2 separate regions of the Ovis aries genome follow, and region 1 is linked to region 2. The links are chromatin contacts, called in public Hi-C maps. All regions are on one chromosome and are shown on one strand. Each heading gives the region's core, a stretch centred on a gene start, on an enhancer-like site or on the middle of the called end of the contact. The rest is flanking DNA. Distances are from core to core; before and after follow the strand shown.

Evidence for each region. Hi-C and Micro-C count contacts between places; a contact is called where the count stands out from the background.
Region 1: a Hi-C map of liver shows a contact between it and region 2, with 4 times the contacts expected there. The contact joins two enhancer-like sites. A contact is called at or near these places in 8 of 16 Hi-C or Micro-C datasets (blood, hypothalamus, liver and 2 more).

What each region holds. Positions count from the first base shown.
Region 1 is chr21:15,403,571-15,406,632 of ARS-UI_Ramb_v3.0, forward strand. It overlaps GAB2 (GRB2 associated binding protein 2), which reads left to right. Exons shown (of 10, transcript XM_027959276.2): 10 at 1-964. It overlaps USP35 (ubiquitin specific peptidase 35), which reads right to left. Exons shown (of 11, transcript XM_060403948.1): 11 at 1,759-2,873. The coding sequence ends at 2,706. Among named protein-coding and RNA genes, the nearest start is that of USP35, 62 kb to the right of the region's middle. Within about 2 kb of position 1,666, at least 6 of the 54 cell types and tissues checked have an H3K27ac peak or open chromatin away from gene starts, as enhancers often do. A contact at or near this core is called in liver, where this site is marked.
Region 2 is chr21:15,088,330-15,091,128 of ARS-UI_Ramb_v3.0, forward strand. All of the region lies in intron 4 of NARS2 (asparaginyl-tRNA synthetase 2, mitochondrial), which reads left to right. Among named protein-coding and RNA genes, the nearest start is that of NARS2, 16 kb to the left of the region's middle. Within about 2 kb of position 1,497, at least 14 of the 54 cell types and tissues checked have an H3K27ac peak or open chromatin away from gene starts, as enhancers often do. A contact at or near this core is called in liver, where this site is marked.

The DNA of each region.
Region 1 (3,062 bases), core at 416-2,915, 320 kb after region 2:
GTTCGCCTCTGAGTGCGGTGGCCTGGCGCGGACGGAGACCCCAGGAAGCCCTGCATCGGCCAGCAGAGCCCCCTCCTGCCTGGGGCTCCCAGGAGCAGCAGCTGTCCCCTCCCGGTCCAGCTCCCCCGCTCTGCGGGGTCAAAGGCAGGGAGGAGTGCCTGCAGGGAGCTGTGTCTCTTCCCCACCTGGCTGCTCCCTGCTCTGTGACTGTCTCAAGGGCCAGTTAACCCAGTGCCCTCTCTAGACCTGATTGCAGTAACTTTTACATTCGAAACTGTTCAACTGCATCCCATCCCTAGGACAGAAGCACAACGGTTCTCAGCCTGCCCCGGGGCTAAGGCCCCCAGCGGTGGCCACCCCACCCTGCCCTGCCCATGGCCCTCTGACGGAGCTCCGGAAGCTGGAAGCAGGGCGCAGGGCAGGAGGGAAGTCGGTGTGTCCTTCCCCTCTCCGTCCGTCCGTCCTTCTGCGCACAGCGAGGGTCAGAGGCTGCGCACAGGAGCGCTCAAGCTGCCGCCTTCCAAAACTCAGCTATTCGGGGGGCCAGTGGGCCGCCTGCTGCGGGGCTGGCGTGTATTTGGTGGTGTGTGTTCTTACGTGTTTGTTGGTTACACGTGTCTTGAAATGTAGAATCATTTTCACGGAATCATTGCTTTATCAAGAAGAGAAAATGGGCTAGAAGAAGTCCACTCTTAGGTTTCTGGCCCTGTTACCATTTAAAATTGACATTTAATTTTTCAAATTGCTGTTGGTGCCTAATCACTTAAGTTATTAATTTATTGTTTTCTTTAAAAAAAAAAATTGTAACATGTATTTATCCTGTGAGTAGGTCTGGGGTGGGATGGGAATGCGTTCACAGGCGTCCTGTTTTTGCGGTGGGGACACATGGTACAGGCCTGGAGCTTGCAGGGCCCTTGTTACTGGAGTGGCGGAGCTAGATGACAATAAAGTCCGTGAGAAGCAAGCAGAGAGGCTGCGGCATCTGCCTCGTCCAGGGGGTGGGCAGCGGGCTTCACAGGACACCGGTCCTCGGCCAGACAGTCCGCCCCCATCCCCGGCCACGCCACCTTCCACTCAACAGGAGATGACTGGGGGCCTTTCCTGGCTGTAAGAACAAGTGCAAATCCTCCTCACCTTGGAATCTGTATTCCTGGTGTGTGAAATGGAAGCAATAGCAACCTCTGCCCGCTCATCTTTCTTCAAAGGCGCGCTGGACCACAGAGGTGAGTTCTAAGCATGACCGTTCGGTCTCTGACAGACCTGTCAGCCCACCTGCGCTGGTCCCTGACTCTCAGGGCTCCGTGGGCTTTGGGGCCAAAGCTCAGCTCTTCCACTGTAGCCCAGGAAGCCCCTGGCCAGGCAGTCACTGTGCCAGGTTCCCAGATGGGCGGGCCCTGAGGGCTGCAGGCTGCTTTGCTCCTGGCCTGAGCCCACCCACCCAGGTTATCAGGGGTAAGAAAGGAGTGTGGGAGCAGCCGCGAGCTCCAGGCAGCCAGCCCGGAGCTGATCGATGAATCCGTCTACAGTGTCCTGTCCGGGCGGCCCCAGCCTGTGCACCCGTCTCTCCAGAGTCAAACCCCACCCCCCATTCCAGGCACATCCCACCAGGCCTCACATTTACACAGCACTTCCGTGCAGGGCACACTCACCTCCCCGGTGCAGCACGCAGGTCAGCAGGGCAAGGGGGTGTCCCTGCCTTCCTGCCCAGAGACCGCGAGAAGCCATGGCTAGAGCGGGAGGAACGACAGCTTTGAAGGCTTCAGAGAACCTCTTTTTATTCCTGTTTGAGACCCTGGTTCTCTCCTCTCCGTTTAGAAAGGGTACAGCAGTGTCAGGGCACAACGCGGGCAGTATCTGCTCCTCACCAGACCGCCCCCACCAGCCCCGGGGACCGTGACCAACAGCTGAGGCGCTGAGCCAGCCAGCGTCCCTCAGGACAGACGTCGTGAGACACACACACACACTTGCAGTAAAATAAGGCCTCTCTCTCATACCCAGAAGGGGGGATCTCAGGCACTGAGGCGGGAGATGGGGCTAAGGGGCCGTCCGTCCCCTCCGCATTGCGGCTGGACACCCTCCGCATTGCGGCTGGACACCCTCCACATTGCGGCTCGGGGCTGGCGGGGCTGGGGGGCCTCTCTGACCCCACGCCAGCCCGCTTCCCACCTACGCTCCTCACAAGGGGACAGCGTCAGCACCCACGCACATCGCCTCAGGCCCCTCAGAGAAGCACGATGCGGCCGGAGGGGCGACACGCAGCCCCTTGTTTGTGCTGGGGCTGGGACCCTCCTCGGGTCTGTACTATAGAGAGACAGAATTGTCTGAAAGGAGCTGGAAGGGAACTGCTGCTTGATGGCAAATACGGGGCAGGGGCTGAGGCCCAGAGAGTGTCCATCTCAGCTAATCCAAGCTGACCACAACTCGGGTGCAAGTCTTAAGGGGGCTGATCCCAGCGTCGGGGCCTGAGGGCAGTTTAAGGGACCCGGGTCTCACCTCCGCCTCTGAGTCTCTGTGCCTGCCAGGCTGAGGCTGGCAGCCCCTGCTCCATCGCTTTCGCCCTTGGAAGGGGCTGCCTCCATAGCCTCCCCCAGACCCCACCTGGCCGAGCGCCTCTGCCCGGGACCTGGGCCCCCCACCCCGAGGTCGGCTGTGGCACCCCACAAGTGCGAGCAGGCCAGGGCGGGGGGGTGGATCGAGGGTTCCCATTAGAAGACCAGTCTGTGGAAGTCACCACCGCTGCCACCTGCAGGGCTGCAGCCCCCGGGAGGGCCTTTGTCCTCATCTTTGTCGTCGTCAAAGCCCCTCCGCCAGTGCGGGGACGCGGGGAGTGCGGAGATGTAGGCCGCCCTGCTCCGCGCCTCCTTCTCCTGCTCCTGGAAACACAGATGGGGATGGAGCAGGAGGTTTCAAACGTAGGCTCCGAAGCCACAGTGCTCCCTTCACCACCCACAACCACCCCCCACCCCCCGTCCCTACCCGCCGCTGCGGCCACCCAGCCCTTCGGAGCTTCACCCCTGTGGAGGGAGCACCTCAGCTTCCCCCCAGGGATACTCCTGCTCAGC
Region 2 (2,799 bases), core at 247-2,746:
CTGTCGTTCCATGTGGTTTGCTTGTGGATTCTTTTGTTTTGTTTTTTGGTTGTTTCAGACAGGAGGGTAAATCTAGTTCCTGTTTCTCCATCTTGGTCCTAGAGATTTTATATACAGTAAGCACTAATTTTAAAGGATTATTGATGATCAAGTAGGTTGATCTAATGACTAAAGACATGTATCTCATTTAGCTTTGCTTTTCAGCCATTTATTCCCAACCCAGGAAAGCCACAGTGGAATGTAGCTGGTCAGTTGATGAGACCCTCCTCCCATGTGGTGGATGGAAGGGCTCCAAAGGCAAGAGTGAGCCAATAGATAAAGTTCAGCATTATTCCATGTAGTTTTGGAACTCTTCCTAAGGCACTTCTCCACATCCAGCTCATTTGGGAAGATTGTCTAACAGCATACCCTTCCCTTGGACAGCATCCAACTTCATGCACGTGCAGCCCTGCTATAGAGCACTAGAAAATTCTCGCTCTCTGCAGAGCTCCTTAAGAGAGAATTTCTGGTGTGACAGCTAAAGAACAGCGTGGCTTTAACGCATAAGAATAAACAAAGGAAAATAAATCACATTACCCGTTATGGTTTAAAGAGGTACATTTTCATATACTGTCATAAGCTTTCTCACACAGCTCCCATGTGGCTTTTCAGTAATGCTTGAACTATACAAACAGAAAATTTGTTCAGGTGTAGAAGTATTTTCCCCCATTTGTCTTCAGCTATTGGCCAGTGGACCTGCTTCAATTCTGAAAGTTTTATGGATTTCTGGCCACTAGGTGGTGGTATTGGCAGTCCATTAACAAGTGGGCTTTTCCTAATTCATGCATTTCACTTGTTTTTTTAAACACATTTGTTTATTATCTGAAGTTTTTACAGATAAACTATTTTTACATGAGAGAATAAACTATAAAACTCTGAAATCAAAGAATCAGCAAAGAAAAATTTAAAAAACATTTTGTGCTGTGCTTAGTCGCTCAGTTGTGTCTGATCTTTGTGACCCCATGGACTGTAGGTTGCCGGGCTCCTCTGTCCATGGGATTCTCCAGGCAAGAATACTGGAGTGGGTTGCCATGCCCTCCTCCAGGGAATCTTCCCAACCCAGGGATCTTTTAGGTGGTTAAAAATAATGGATTTTTGCAGTGTTAGACATGTTTCTAAAGATAGGCACTTTTGAATCTTAAAAATTCACTTTTTAATTGTAATTGTAAGGCCCTAGAAAACATAATCTTGATATTCCCCTTTTAAGATGTTACCCACTTGTGTATGAGTGTTATAGGACATACTAAATTATAGTTATATATTATTCTGTACTGGGTGCTGTTTCTATGTTTGTTACTTTAGGCTCCTGAAAAGATGTTAATACATTTGCCCTTTCTTGGTGAGTTGAGTTTCTTCCTCTGAGTATCAGATTGTTTCCTTCTCAGCATGGCAGTGCCTCAAAGCCTGTCACAGTGGGGAGTGTTCTTTGACGCTGGGTTAAATGACCCTGGACTGCTGTGTCTCTGAGTTCCCGTGACTGCTTTTTATGGGTGTGTTTCTGGGTTTTGTTTGGTTGGTTGGTCTCCTCCTGCTGTTACTGGTTGCCAGGGGTGCGCCTGCGGCCGGCAGTTGCTGTCCTGTTTCTTTTCTGTTGAGTCTGATTAAATAATGATACTTGTTTTTTTTGTGTTAAAAACAGTCCATGAGTCTTTGAGTAATACATATGGGCCTTAGTACACAAATTTTTAATTTTCAGGTACTCATTGTTTCATCATATCTGATTGTAGAAATATGTATCTGTCCAAATACTTAGATATTTAGAGGTGGTGGGTGAGATCTAAATAATTGGGCCACTATTTTTGCCCGCTTCTCTGGCATTTGTATCTCTCGTTAGGAACCCCTTTGCTATGGGATGGGATAAGTACTTGACATCGGAACCCCATTGGAGGCAGCCGCTGACAGTACCCTTGCTATTTATTTTCCTACTTTGCTGTTCACTTTCTCATTTTTGGACTTTGTTCTCACCTTTGTTATTCCTTTGTACCTTCTTTATAACTTTTGGTGGTAATGTTATAGTCTTAGATATGATAGGCCTTGCTAGCACTGTTTAGACTTAAAAAGCTGGTGACGCCTTTTGGGAGGTTTAGCATTATTTGAGTAATTTTTATTTTTTTAAATCCCATCCAGTTATTTCCATACGATTTACAGCATTGTTTCTCGAAGCAGTTGACCAGTTCTAACTCTGGCAATTACATTCAGCCGTTAAATTTTCTCCTCCCTTTCCCCTCCCTCTGGCCACCCTCATTTCCTTTGGATTTTTCACTTCCTTTCTTTGTTTACTGCACTCATGCTCATAGTTGCCTGCATTCATGTGGAATAAATGATTCATGTCCATAATTCTTGGCTCCTGGGAGATAAAAGTTTAATGCAGTCATGTTATTGATTCTGTTTCATTTGTTCTCCATAATGTGCTCTCTGCAGCACTTCTCCGAATGTTGTTCCCAGATTAAGTACATATTTGAATACTTCTAAGACTCCTAATTTATAGCTTGAAAATGTAATCACTGTACCTCATAAGGCAAGTACTTGGCTGGATGCTTTGTATCCTAGCCACAATACTTGAATTCAGTCTTACTAGGAAGGAAGGGGCAAATATGGGAGGCCCCTGGTAGTGCACTGACATATTTTACATTCCGCCCGTGACCGGCAGAATGTAGCAGAGATTAGATGTGTATATGAGTTTCCCCAGTGGCTCAGCTATAAGGAATCTGTGTGCAGTGCAGGAGATGGCCGGTTTGATCTCTGCGTCAGGAAGATTCC